3 separate regions of the Mus musculus genome follow, and all the other regions are linked to region 1. Evidence: chromatin contacts called from public Hi-C and promoter capture Hi-C data. All regions are on one chromosome and are shown on one strand. Each heading gives the region's core, a stretch centred on a gene start, on an enhancer-like site or on the middle of the called end of the contact. The rest is flanking DNA. Distances are from core to core; before and after follow the strand shown. Region 1 holds the start of Col5a1 (collagen, type V, alpha 1). Region 2 has its middle 11 kb from the start of Gm13373. Region 3 holds the start of Mrps2 (mitochondrial ribosomal protein S2).

Region 1 (4,964 bases), core at 514-3,013:
CGCATTGCTGATTTGGTGCTCTGGGTAAGCCCCTTACCCCGCCTGACTTGCAGCGTCCCCGTCTGTGGATGGGAGAAAGACCTCCCCTGATATGTAGACCTGATGCAGGTTGGGGATGGGGAGGTGAGCTTGGTGAAAGCCTCCGGATGGCTGAGGTTTTCATCCCCATGAAACTCACCAATGGAATGGCACATAAGCACACAGTATACACAGCACACACACAGAGACACACATATGCATGTACATGCCCCCACATGTGTTCATACACACACACATACACATCTTATCATTTATACAACTTACACACATACATAATTATTCCATAACAAGTACAAGCTGGCTTTTAACTCTTACTGTACTGTGACTGAGTCTGTCTGTCTGTCTGCATGTCCACTCAAGCTTGTTTCCCTCTGCCCTCTCTGTACTCTGGATAGAATTTAGGACCTTTGTGCACAGCCTCTGAGCTGCATCCCCAGCTTTCCTCCTCTATTCTGTGTACTGTCTGATGTTCCCTATAAGGTACATTCCACACTTAAGCAAAGCTTGAATTAAGTCAGTACTAGCCACCCCCATTCAGATTCAAGAACCAGAGCATGGCCATCCCAGCAACTCCTCTGACTGCCTTTGCCCCCTGACTGCCTCTATCCCCTGACTGCCTCTGCCCTCTGACTGCCTTTGCCCCTTGACTGCCTCTGCCCTCTGACTGCCTCTATCCCATGAATGCCTCTGCACCCTGACTGCCACTCTCCTCTTGTTTGGAGAATAATGAGAAACTAGGGAGCCTGAGGATGCAGCCGGAGAGAGATGTCCCAGGCCGGTCTCCATCACTACAAAATTCTTTCAGGCTGCAATGTGTTCAAAGGGAGCGATAGCTTTGTGTCTGAAAGCCTTCTTAATTCACTCTGATTCTTTCTAAACAAACCCTGAAGCCCTTGGAGAAGGGCAGGGCAGTGAGTCAGGCTTTTGCAGGGCCTCCCAGGCCTGGAGAAGTCTGGGAGAACTCCTGTCTCCCTCTGCTGTAGATGGGGAGCTGGGAGCCCCTCTCCTTTTCCAGCTGTCAGCTCTGGAAGGGGGCTCTTCCTTTTCCTTGTGAGTTGTTGGGCCACTAGGGACAGCAGTAAGGCGGTGGGGTGGGATCTGAGACTGACCTTCACCTGATTAATAACTTGGTCACTCCTTGTTCACTTAAGGCCCCTCTGGGCATCCTTGACAGTCTGGTCTGTGGAGAGGTAGAAGGCAGGTCCCCAGCGCTGTATTGGCCTGTCAGTCATAGTCTAGGGAGCCCCTTCTGGCTGAATTGCAAGTTGAGTCTCCGCCCAGAAGAGGAGCTCTCGGAACTCCTCCTTAAAGAGAAAGTTCTGTGTGGTACTGCAATCTCTCTTTTGAATTCCAGCGATCAAACTTCGGGGGTCCCTCAACGTTGGTTCTTGGAGTCTGGCCAGGTCGGGGTACCTGAGGCGGGAAGAATCTAGGATCAGGGTGGGCCATCAGGTTTTGGAGGCCGCCGCCCAGAGCGGGGAGAAAGAACGGGGGCGCCGGCCCCGTCCCACGTCCGCTCCCGCCCCGGGCCAGCCCCTTCCTCGCCGCGACTCGCCCGCTATCCCCACCCCCTCGCCCTCGGCGCCCAGTGGGAGGCGGGGACCGGCCTTGCTGAGCGGGGCGCCGGGCTCTGATTTGCTGCGGGCGTTGGGGGCGGTGGGGGGTGGGGGAATCCACAGCCTCCGCGTTGTCTGCCAGCAGCGAGGGAGGGAGGGAAAGGGGGGAAAAGTGCTCAGCGCCGAAGGCGAGGTCCGCACTCCTGGTCCCCGCGGCTGGCGCAGGACCTCACTCCAGCGGAGCGCCCACGGGGAGCGGGTCGCGGGGCAGCAGCGGTGAGGAGGCCACGAGACTAGAAGGAGGAGGACAGGGAGTGCGCGAGCAGCCAGCGAGGGGGTCCCGGCCGTCCCGGGCCACAGTCGATCCCTGCGCCGTGGGCGAGCGCGCCCGCTGCCTCTTCCAGAACAGCCACCGCCGCGGGGGAGATCGGGCGGGTGCCGAGCTTCCTATGACTCCCTGAAGTTGTCGTGCTCCCCTAGCGTCCGCCACCCGGGACGTGTCTCTGGTCCCCGTGCATCGTGTGCGTCTCCCGCTCCCCGGCCCGCGCACCCCGCCGGCATGGACGTACACACCCGCTGGAAAGCTGCGCGCCCAGGCGCCCTGCTGCTGTCTTCGCCGCTACTCCTGTTCCTGCTGCTGCTGTGGGCGCCGCCTTCGAGCCGCGCAGGTAAGAGTGCTCTGGGGACCGGACCTCGGGGACTGTAAGAGGTGCGCAGAACCTCCGCGCCGCTGTCATCTCGGGCTCCTTCGCCGCCGGCCTCCTCCGAGCCTGCAGAACTTTCCTCCTTGGCCTGTGGAATGCACCGGGCAAGACAACGAATACCATTCGTTGGGGGCCCAGGAGAGGGAGCCGGGCCAACTCCATCCCCGCGGCGTACCGCCCCCTCCTCAAACGGGCCTGCTGGGTGGGGCTGTTGGTCGAGTCAAGGAAGAATCTGCCTCGTGTTAGATCCCAGCAGAGGTGCTCACACTTTTGTCCCCAAACCTCGCATTTTCTGTCCCACATCACAGGCGACCCGCTGCATCCCACGCAGCCCTTAAGCAGAAACTTTCCTTCTGAAAGCTGGAAAGGGCCGCCCCCTAGAGTCAAGGCCATTCAGTTCCTCAGGGACGCCTAGGGGTGGAGGGGGATCCCAGAAGTTTGAAACCCCAGCTATGGACTTCCCTCTGTACACACCCTCTTGCTTGTCTGAGCTAAGTTTCTGCAATTCCCAGGGGACAGAGTTCCCTGTAGTCCCTGACAAGTCTTCAGGGGCACTGGGGAGCCCTGTGAGGTAGGCCAGCCCTACTCCTAGCCGTCAAACCTCCAAACCCCTTAGAGGTAGTTTTCTTGGGCTTTCTGCCCAAAGATGGGATGAACGGGAAGCCTGGAGAGGGCCTTGGAGTCTGGGCTGGGAGCTTCTCAGATGATCTGCAGATGTGAGACTCCTGCCAGGTTGGGTTCTCTGAAGGAGCCCTGATCCAATGGGCAGAATCAGGGAGGTACTGGGATTGTCCCTGTCTGTATTTCAGCGCTTTCAGGCTCAGGTCTGGGCAGGCATATTATTTTCAGCATCACTCTTGTTAGTTAGTTGTGGGATAAACCTCCCCAGAGCCCTTAAACACCATAGCCCAGGGTGGGAAGGCACCAGGCATGTGCTGATACAGGGAGGCGAAGGCAGTTAGAAAGAGTTCAGGCAGCCGAACAGCGGGTGGAGTGGTCAGCCCTTGCGCAGTGACAGGGCTCTCCTTAGCTTAGCTGGTGTTACTAGGACTAGCAGGAGAATCCATTTCCACCCCCCATGGCCAATTACAATATTCTTCTCCTGCTTTCTGGCACCATTAGTGTCCAGTGGCCACAGGATGAGCAAGAGTGGAAATGGGAGGGGCCAGGGCCTGCGGGGACCGAGGGAGAGCATGGGCTGACGATGCTCACTCTTGTGGAACTTGGACCAACTGCCCCGGAGTTCCCAGGGTTAAGCTAGCAGTAGGGAATGCTGAAGGCCCTCAGGAAAGTGTGGAGGAGAGACAAGAGAGGTCAGCCTCTCTTTTCCCTATACCCCCACAATGTTCCCCTGTGCGCCCCAGAACCCCAGGAGGGAAGCCTTCAGTGGACCTCTCGCCTGGGAAGCTGGGGTTACCACTAGCATAGGTTGGGTGTTCCGGGTTCACCCTGTCCACCCTGTACCTTGTCCCAGCCCTGCCCTGTCCTGTGGCCACCTACCTCTCTTCGTCACTCTATTACTATGCTCTGCCCCACTTCCCTGTGCTGTTGAGGGTGCGGCCATTTGGAAGGGGCTGCCTGGGTCCTGGCTGTGCTGTTAGCTGTTTTGCTTTGGACAGAGTTGACTTTTAGAAGCACATAAAGAAACTGCTTTTCTGGGTGGGCTTCGGGAAGCTTTCCCCTCTGCTCCTGTGGTGCGACCCACTTTGAAGTCACCCTCAGTGCATGGCCAGAGGGGCAGCAGTGCACGTTTGATGCTGACAGGTCAGGAGAAAGTGCAAACAGACCCTGCTCTGCTCTCCCTCTCGGACCTGCCAGATGTTTTCCGAGGTTTCTGTGAGCACAGATCCTCTGTCTCTCTCTTGGCCAAGTGTGTGAAGGAGTGAGAAGTCCGATTGCTCTGGGAGCTGCTAAAAGCCTTAAGGGGGGGAGGAATGAGAAATGAAATGTGACCCCAATATTTGGAAATTGAGGTCATCTCTTCCATGTGCTATTGGTGGGCTTGGGTCATGTGACTGCTTTTTTTGCAATAATTTGCGGGGAAAGCCAGCCAAGTTTTGTAAGACTTGACAGATACTGAATGGTTAAATTTCCTGTGACTCAATGAGTTGGCTACAGGGACATCCTTGGGCCTTCCCTCCTCTCTCCCCTCTCCTCCCTCCCCCCTCCTCTCTCCCTCCTCTTCTCTCCTCTCTCCCCTCTCCTTCCTCCCCTCTCTTCCCCTTATCTCTCCTTCACTTTTCCCACAAAGTCCAGTCTGTAGAAGCCCCCTGTGTCTGTCAGGGTGTATTACTCTGGCTGCAGGGTTGGAGCTGTGTGCCCTCACCAGCTGTGTGGTAGATGAGTCCCCTCTGGGGGCTAGCTCACAGCCTCTTCTCTGATGATGCTGTCTTGGGGGCTGGCCCTGCGGTGCTGGCCAGAGACTGCCCCTCTACCCCACCCTGTAGATATTTCTGGATGCTCCTCATAGTCACACCCTTAGCCGAGGGCAGCTGATGCCCGCTGCCTGCTCCTGCCTCTGGCTGGAAGCCTCTTTCTTCATTTAAAAAAGCAAACCAAAACAACTTCCTGTACCCTCTTAGGGTTACAGTTGTTGAGTAGAATACAGATTGTACAGATCTAACCCAGTCCCCAGGGTCACAGCAGGGATGGTGAGTGGTGCCCA
Region 2 (4,254 bases), core at 481-2,980, 530 kb after region 1:
ATAGCTTGTGGATATATAGAGATATATATAGATATATGCAAATGGCTAGATACGTAGCAAGTGGGTGGATGGGAGCATGGATGGATGAGCAGATTGATGGATGGATGGATGGATGGATGGATGGCTGGATGGATGGATGGATACATGTGTTGGGTGGGTAGATAGATAAGTGGAAGGATGGATGATAGATGGATAGATAAAGGATGGGTAAATGGTGGGTGAGTGGAAGAATAAACGAGAGGATGCATGGATGCATGGGTGCATGGATGAGTAAATGGATGGACAGATGGATGAATAAATGAGTACATGGATGATGTGGATGGATGGATGGATGGATGGATGGATGGGTAAATGGATTGCTAAATATGTGGGTAGCAGATGAGTGGACAATGGACAATATGGATGGGTACACCCATGAATGGAACTGAGTGGATGAACACCCAGGTGGCATGAATGGATGGATAGACAGAGGATGATGCAGGGTTAGATAGTTGGGTAGACATAGATTATGTGCTTGGCACACAAATGGAAGGACAGTGGACGAAGAGGAGGACCGGGACAGGGCAGGACCTGGGCTTAGATCCAAGGTTGGAGGTGTGAGAACAGGAAGCCCAGGGAGGTGGACTATTTGCCAAGCAGAGCAAGACAGGAGTAATTAAGCCCATGTGCACTTCCCAGAAGCCCCAGCAGCCCTGGCTTCATTAAGGTGCTGGCCAGGGAAATCTCATCAGAAATAGAAATTGAGGTTTGGGCTGCTTCCAGCTGCACACTCTCTAATTCCAACCCAACCACAGCCCAGGAGGGCCCAGCCCACAGTGTCCAGAAGTGAAGAACCCAGAGCAGGAAGTGTCCCTACCTGGATGACACCCCTGACCTTCTGAGGCTCTATTGCCCTCTCCCTCTGGGAAAACCCAACAACACAAATGCCAAGCAATGCCCGGCTTCAGACAACTCAGGATCACCTTCTGTGATCACAGCCCATCCCCCACCGGAGCCCACACATTTCTGTCTGTCCTTCCTCACATGCAGATAGATTTGACAGCCAGACATGTCTCCTCCCTATGTAATCCTACTCATGCGAGTCCCACACAAGACTTTCAATCAGGTTATCATTGCTTCAACTTGCACATGGAGAAACTGAGGCTGACATGAGGTCGTGGTCCCATCAGTGACTTGCCCAGAGTATGGAGTCCAAGGTGTCTATGTGATCAGACTCAGCATCACCAAAGGCATCCAAACAGCGTCACATGCACGGCCAGCACCAACCTTTGCCATCATCTGCAGAGTTGGCACACACCGATTCAGAGGGACCCAGATGCCCACTACCCAAGGAGGCCGAGTAGTCCAGGTCTTGGCCTTGAGTGCTCCTGGCATCTCAGACCTGCAGTACCAAAAACCTACCCTAAAAACCTGTGGCATCTGGACACAACATCCCCATTCTACCAACCTTGTGTTCCCTTTATTTTATAGGTAAGGGAGGCCTCTGCATCCAGCTGAGTGAAGCCCTGGGAAACGCCACATGACTGAGGTGGGTACAGGCAGCCTTCCTAATGCCACATGACTGAGGTGGGTACAGGCAGCCTTCCTAATGCTTAGTGCGTCAGTAGCTGCTGCTGTGTGGCCCAGAGGCAGCGCCTTCCCCTCGCTGGGCCCTCCCAGCACCTTCTCTAGAGGAGCAATGGAGAGGACCCCTTCCGAGCCCACTCAGCACGGTCTGTTCTGTTCAGCAAACCCAACATTTCTAGACCTCTCTGCGTTCATGCCCACACATCCAGAGAGACAGCACCAGAACCTCCCTGTGTTGCAAAAGGAACAAAGGCTGTTTCGTGAGCAAGAATATAAGTTGGCGCCAGCTATAGAATTCTCTGCTTAGTGACCCAGTTTCTCAAGGGGGAGGGGTAGGGGGTTCCGTGTCAAGTTGGAACAAATTAAAATACATTTGTCTTTCATTCGGAAGGAGTCCAGCACAGCAGGAGAGCCAGGCACGGCCTCATTCCAGCATGCCTAGTGCCAAGTCAATTTGCAAAGAGAAGTGTACACATGGCTTGGGGGCAGTGTGGTAGGCCCTTGGGGGTGGGGCTATGGCTCATCCCAAGGCCACTGGCAGTTTGCCATACTCTGTCCAATGTGATGCTGACCGGTGCTTGTGGGTGAAGCTCCCCACCACCCCAGAGTGCTTCTTCGGGGCTGATAGGGATGACAGCCTGCCCCGGTCAGCACACTGTATCAGAGTCCCAAGTGTCACCGATAATCATAGGAACAACAACAATATCACTTACATTTGTTGGCTGCTATGTGTGGGCACTGGGCCAAGCCCTGCCTGTGGACAGGTCACAGGCAGATAAGAACCCAGGGACACAGCAAGAACTGGGGATCAACTTCATCCAGTCTGTCAACAAACACTTCTCTTTTCCTTTAAAATCTTTTTCATACAGTCTATTTTGATGTTTTCCCTCTCTTAGCTCCTCCCAGATTCTATCCACCCATCTTTATATTCTCTCTCTCTCTCCCTCTCTCTCTCTCAAAACAAAGCAAAGCAAAACAAAAGCATAAAACAAAACCAAAATAAAACAAATGAAGTAAAAATGCCAAAATGAAACAAAATTAAAAAAAAAAAAATCCTGTGCACGGTCCTGCCCTGGAGTGTGGTTGATATACCCAGTAACACTCCACTGCGGAAAAACTGGTTTTCCCTTTTCCAGTAAGTATCAGTTGCAGACAGCTTCTTAATTAGGGCTGGGAGCCTGTGGTCACTGGCTCTCTCGGTGCTGGGACCCCATCTAGCTTGAACTTGTGTAAGCAGTCTCTGTGTGTCCTTGTGTGCAGTCTCTGTGTGTCCATATGTCCATCAGTCCTGTTGTGTCTGCAGGACAGTCCTGTGGAGTCATCAGCCACATCTGGTTGGCTCTTAGCATCTTTCTACCTCCTCTTTCACTTAGACCCCAGTTCTATGCACTGAAACCAGAGGAATTCTGGGCTCCAATAGACAAAGGGCAAAGCTGCTTCCCCCACCCTGGGTGACAGAAAACACAAGCTGTGCACAATGAGCTCTATAGCCAGAATGAGGCCACAGGGCGGGGCCCTGCCTGGTGAAGCACAGGTACCAGGAGAGGCCATCAGACAAGGATGAAACAAAAAAGGGACATGGGGTCCTGCAAACCCTCCAGATAGACCATGGCATGCCTTGAAGGCCAAGTCAGGTCTCAGAGTGCCTGAAGCCATGAGTTCCTAGGGCAGGATGGAGGGGCCAGGCACTTGATATTTGCTGAGTCCTCATACTGACTGTGTGGAGAGGGTTGGAGGGCCAAGATAGACTCGTGAGTGTGTGTGTGTGTGTGTGTGTGTGTTGTGTGTGTATGAGTGTCTGTATGTGTGTCTGCGTGTGTGTGCATCTGTGTATGTATGTATGTTTGTGTGTGTATGTCTATGTATGTGTCTGTTTGTGTGTCTGTGTCTGTGTTTCTGTGTGTATGTCTGTGTGTGTGTTTGTGTGTGTGTCTGTGTGTGTATATGTTTGTGTGTGCCTGTGTGTGCATGTGTGTATATGTGTGTATGTATGTGTGTTTGTGTGTGTGTGTCTGTGTATATGCATCTGTGTGTGTCTGTCTGTGTATATGTGTGTGTGTGTATGTGTGCATTTGTGTGTATGTCTGTGTCTATGTACTTGTGTCTGTGTATGTGTCTGTTTGTGAGTGTGTGTGCATATGCACATATATGCACATGTGTGATGTGTCTCTCAGTCTCTCTGTGTCACCCTTTCCCATCCCTCCCTCTCTTACTTAGTCAAGGCCCTCCTGACCTCTCCAGACCTGAGTCTTATGTCAGGAAAAGCTGTGAACAGCCACAGGGTGATGGAGACTCCTGCTCTAGGCCTGTCCTGTAGGTGTGCCCTCATCCTGGCCTACCCTGACCTGTCTCAGGAGGACCCCACTGCCTGCCTTACCCACATTGCTCCATCTACCCCTCCAAGCTGCAGGTTATCTCCTGCCTTTCCTGCACCCTTGAAATTCACATGTCCTTCCTGCCTTAAGATGGCAGACTCCATATGGAGACCCTTGTCCACCTCTCTGGCCCATCCACCTTCACTGAGCCCCTTCTGGCCTGGATCTCATGAGACTACTCTCAGCCCCATCAGAGCTGACCCTCAGGCTGCCCCTTGGCTGAGGGACCAGCCAAGTACAGTGAGACATGCAAGGTGACCGCCACACCTCCCAAACAGCCCCCAAATGGTACAACCCATAATGACCAGAAAGC
Region 3 (4,283 bases), core at 1,464-3,963, 580 kb after region 1:
CACTCTCTCCCAGCAGACCTTTCTCTCTGGCCTCCTCTGCTGGCCATGGCCCCTGATCTTTCCAAAGGGAAACCCTAGAGAACACCCAGCCAGCAAATGCTGGCGGAGGGGTCTTGGTGGGACTTTGGCACAGACTACCACTGCCAGGTATGTAAGCTACCTCGGAGACAGCGTCTCAACTTCCAGACCCTGGAAGTCCCTCTGCTTTTGAGCCCCAACCTTACAGAGGCCAAGCTCCTGTCAGGAGGGAAGGAGGTAAGAAATCTAGTTTGTGAGACTGTGGCCTGTGATAGAGGCTACCAGCCGCTCTTCTTCACACCCGAGGCCTCAGCAAGTTGTCTTCTTACTCGTGGAAAGGGAGTGTGCCTGCACCAGCTTCACACAAGTCAAGAAGGTTTCCATCCTTACTTCCCCGAAAACCAGGCTGCCCTGTAAGGTGTACAGCTTTCAGGGAAGCTTTAAAAATAGAGACATCCCCTGCCTGCAACAAGGCTATATTCACACACGTTCACTCTGTGGTTGCTCAGACAGCAGGACCCTAACAGTAATGATGACACAAATAAAGGTTCATGACTGGCTCCTTTTGACCTCAGTAGCCACAGCCACTTGAGAGTTCTCAAACACATGGCCAAAGCTAGGGCCGCCCTGCTGCATGAAGAAGGTAACCTCAGTCTTCCTTACCCGTAGCCATGAAACCACCCCGGGTTGTTGAACCTGACTGGGAGCTTCTCGCTAATGCGGTAGTAGTCGCTGGTCTTCTCTGGGGCAGGCTTAGCCTTGGGCTCCCCCGGCTCCGGCTCCTCTGGGGCAGGCTTAGCCTTGGGCTCCCCCGGCTCCGGCTCCTCTGGGGCGGGCTTAGCCTTGGGCTCCCCCGGCTCCGGCTCCTCCGCGGACTGTTGAGGTTTTTCTTCAGACATTTGGCCTCCCGCAGGAAACTAGCCCAGATCAAGTCTGTGCCTGCTGCGGCAAGGCGTCCTGTTGCTAGGCAATGAAGTCACCTGATCAGGAGGTGGGGCGGTCTTTTGTAGGTTGCTTTGGCTAGCAGCTAGCTGTAGGCAAGTCTAGAATCTTCCCGAGGGCGAATAACAAAGGAGACCGTAAGTTCTAAACAAGGAATTCCAAGCTTCCACACGCTGCTCCTCAGGGAGATCCGCTGACCTTTTTCTGGGACTGTGGGAACATCCTTGTATCGTCCCAAAATGCACTAGGAGGCAGATCCTGGACGAATGAAACCTTAGAACCTGGGATTTCACCAGCCAATAGGCAGGAATTAGGTGCTTCCAATCTCTGCCTGAGCAAGTACAAGTCTGTCGTTTACTGTCCTGGCCATGGCCTCTATCACCCAATACCCCCACAACTCAGCCTAAATCTAGATGTGAGGTGCTGCTAAATTTAGGGAATCCTAGGCCATATATTGGTGAAATATAAAAAATGATCTTGTGAACCATGCACATAGTTCAGCATTAATGACGTGCTAGCGCAATGCCAGGAGGCAGATCTCTGAGTTCGAGGCCAGCCTGATTTAAAAAGAGAGTACTAGACCAGTCAGGAGTATATAGTGAAACCCTGTCTTAACAACAATAATAAAAATAAATAGTAATTTTAAAACAAACAATAAAAAATTACTTAGGGCACAGTGTGGTGGTGTGCACCAATAATTCCAACACCCAGGGGACAGAGGCAGTCAGATCTCTATGAATGTCTGGCCAGTCAGGGAGATTGTTGTTGTTGTTGTTGCTGTCATCGTCGTCGTCATCATTGTCAATGTCATCGTTGTTGTCGTCATAGTTTAATGTAATTTGGGGATGGAGAGATGGCTCAGCAATTTAGGGCATTCATTGCTCTTGTAGGGAACCTGGATTCAACTCCCAGAGCCTACAAGGTGACTCATAAACACTTTTAACTCTAGTTCCTGGAGGTCAGACACCTGCTCTCCACAGGGACAAGGCACTCACAAGGTACACATACATACATGTAGGCAAAAAATAAGTAAAACTAAAACAAATGTTAAAAAATAAAAAAAATGCATGCTGGAGCGACGACTCAGCAGTTAAGAGCACTGACTGCTCTTCCACAGGTCCTGAGTTCAATTTCCAGCAACCACATGGTGGCTCACGACCATCTGTAATGGGATCTGATGCCCTCTTCTGGTGTGTCTGAAGATAGTCACAGTGTATTCATATACATAAAATAAATAGTTTTTTTTAATGCACTTATAAAACAAACAATAAACGGGGCGGTGGTAGGGCATGCCTTCAATCTCAGCTCTCCAGAGGCAGAGGCGGGTTGCTCTCTGAGTTCAAGCCAACCTGGTCTACATAGCGAATACCATGACAGTCAAGGCTCAAGGCTACGGAGAAACCGGGTCTCAGGAAAAACAAAACAAAACAAAACAAAAACAAAAACAAAAACAACAACAAAAAAAAACAGCAACCCTAAAAACAACCTCTAAAAACCAATTTGAACAAGAGGGTCGCCTCCTCCAGAGGATGCTGTAATTTTATCGAGAGGAACGAGCTGTGGGTGAGAGGTCGCTCATTCTAGCTCAGCCCCACGTCCCAGCTGAGTGCAGACCACTGGTCACAGTGCCAACTCGCCCATTTACAAGGATGCGGGCGCAGCGAGCGGTGCACAGCGGAGAGGGTCCTCCGGGCCAGCAAGCGGCGCTGCGACCCCGCGCGCTCAGAGGAGGAGGCGCTCTGCCGGGCAGGAAGAGTCTCTGCAGGATCTCTGTCCACGCGCCCGCCATGGCGCCCGCTCCGGCCGTGCTGACCCGGCTGCTGTGTGCAGGTGAGCGCGGTGAATCTCGGAGATGGGGGGAACCCGGGGATCCGAGAGGGGAGGACAGGGACGAGGGTTGGACGCGCCCCCACCGGCTCTTTCCCCGCAGGTGTGCGGCGCTGGCCAGGTTTCCTGCAGAAGGCGATCCCGGGCCCTGCGGAGCAGAATGGTAGGAAGGTCACGGGAGCCCCGGTCCCCGCAGTCAGCGAGCCCCAGGATGGCGACGGTAAAGATCAGCGGGTGGAGCTGGGCCGGGGCGCGGAATCGTGGAGAGGTTGTCATTGCAGGGTCCCCAAAGGAACCCAGTACCAATCTAAGTGTGGTGGGAGGGAGATAGAACCCCTGTGGCCTGGTAGCTCTCGAAACCCGTGAAGACTTACTTTTGTATCTGTCCATCTTGCTGGTCTTCTGGAGGGGCGTTTAAGGCACCCGAAGTCAACGAGGCCCCTGGTTCGTTTTCCTCTTACATCTGTGGAGATTAAGGGAAGAGGACTTGGCCAGGTTTTCCCCGCACACAGTCACTTTAGACCTTGACACTAGTCCCTCGGTGTTGCAAAAATGCCCCTGTGTCTTCCAGATCTTTCCTGGCGTTTCCTCACAGCTTTGAGTTTCCCACTCCCAGGAGACTGGTGAGTCTTTGGTTGGTTGGTGATGGGCCACAGTGTCTGCCCTTACTCTCTTTTTCAGATTTCCAGAGCAGGATCCTAGATACGCCATTACAGCATTCGGATTTCTTCAATGTCAAGGAGCTGTTTTCTGTGAAGAGCCTCTTCGAGGCCCGAGTACACCTGGGACATAAAGCTGGTTGCCGCCATAGGTAGTTGGCACAGGCCGTGTGGGCAGAGTGGTGGAGTTGGGTCAGGGTTGGAAGTGGGGGCAGGGTGGGGGTGTCTGCGGCAACACCAAGTGCAGTGCTAGTATTGATGCTGGTTCACAGACAGGGTGAAAACTGAGGGTCATGGCAGGCGGGGGAGCCCGGTGGAGAGGACCTGCTGTATAGAACAGAAGTGGCCCTAGAGAGTTAAACTGGGCAGAGCACCTTGGTTGGGTTCATGTTTATCTGCAGTTGGTTCTCAAATCTCCACAGGGAGAAGGTGGGACAGGTTGAGCCACAAACCTGATTGTCTGTGCGCAAGTCCACACCTGTGTCCCCAGCCCATCACTCCCTAGGCAGGAGTAGTGGGAGTTGGTAAATGTAAGAGCCTGGGTGGCTGGTAGGTAGGTGGCTGTGGAAGGGGCAGGGCAGCTCCACGCACACGGGTCCGTTTACCCTGGGGGTTTTTTGGCAGGTTTATGGAGCCGTACATCTTTGGGAACCGCCTGGGCCAAGATATCATCGATCTGGATCAGACAGCCTTGAATCTCCAACTGGCTTTGAACTTCACCGCGCACGTGGCCTACCGCAAGGGCATCATTCTGTTTGTGAGCCGGAATCGTCAGTTCTCTCACTTAATTGAGACTACAGCCCAGGCCTGTGGGGAGTACGCCCACACCCGCTACTT

Evidence for each region. Promoter capture Hi-C pulls out the DNA fragments that hold promoters and counts their contacts. A called contact is a pair of places that touch in the nucleus more often than the background predicts.
Region 2: a contact with region 1 is called in a Hi-C map of cortical neurons, with 3 times the contacts expected there. The contact joins the enhancer-like site here to the promoter of Col5a1 in region 1. A contact is called at or near these places in 3 of 39 promoter capture datasets (the SN4741 cell line, cranial neural crest and embryonic stem cells), 2 of 484 Hi-C or Micro-C datasets (cerebral cortex and cortical neurons), 14 of 115 datasets of contacts at active chromatin or transcription factors (craniofacial prominence, embryonic basal ganglia, embryonic forebrain and 7 more) and 1 of 9 other capture datasets (embryonic stem cells).
Region 3: a contact with region 1 is called in a promoter capture Hi-C map of hippocampal neurons, with 9 times the contacts expected there. The contact joins the promoter of Mrps2 here to the promoter of Col5a1 in region 1. A contact is called at or near these places in 15 of 39 promoter capture datasets (the 3T3-L1 cell line, 3T3-L1-derived adipocytes, the HPC-7 cell line and 8 more), 1 of 484 Hi-C or Micro-C datasets (embryonic stem cells) and 8 of 115 datasets of contacts at active chromatin or transcription factors (astrocytes, embryonic forebrain, embryonic hindbrain and 5 more).

What each region holds. Positions count from the first base shown.
Region 1 is chr2:27,884,662-27,889,625 of GRCm38.p6, forward strand. It overlaps Col5a1 (collagen, type V, alpha 1), which reads left to right and starts at 1,764. Exons shown (of 66, transcript NM_015734.2): 1 at 1,764-2,263. The coding sequence starts at 2,155.
Region 2 is chr2:28,413,646-28,417,899 of GRCm38.p6, forward strand. No RefSeq gene overlaps it. Among named protein-coding and RNA genes, the nearest start is that of Gm13373, 11 kb to the left of the region's middle. Within about 2 kb of position 1,731, at least 30 of the 459 cell types and tissues checked have an H3K27ac peak or open chromatin away from gene starts, as enhancers often do. A contact at or near this core is called in cerebral cortex, cortical neurons and forebrain, where this site is marked.
Region 3 is chr2:28,465,353-28,469,635 of GRCm38.p6, forward strand. Mrps2 (mitochondrial ribosomal protein S2) reads left to right here and starts at 2,714. Exons shown (of 4, transcript NM_080452.3): 1 at 2,714-2,790; 2 at 2,891-3,007; 3 at 3,469-3,598; 4 at 4,071-4,283. The coding sequence starts at 2,748. 1700007K13Rik (RIKEN cDNA 1700007K13 gene) reads right to left here and starts at 972. Exons shown (of 3, transcript NM_027040.1): 1 at 682-972. The coding sequence starts at 917.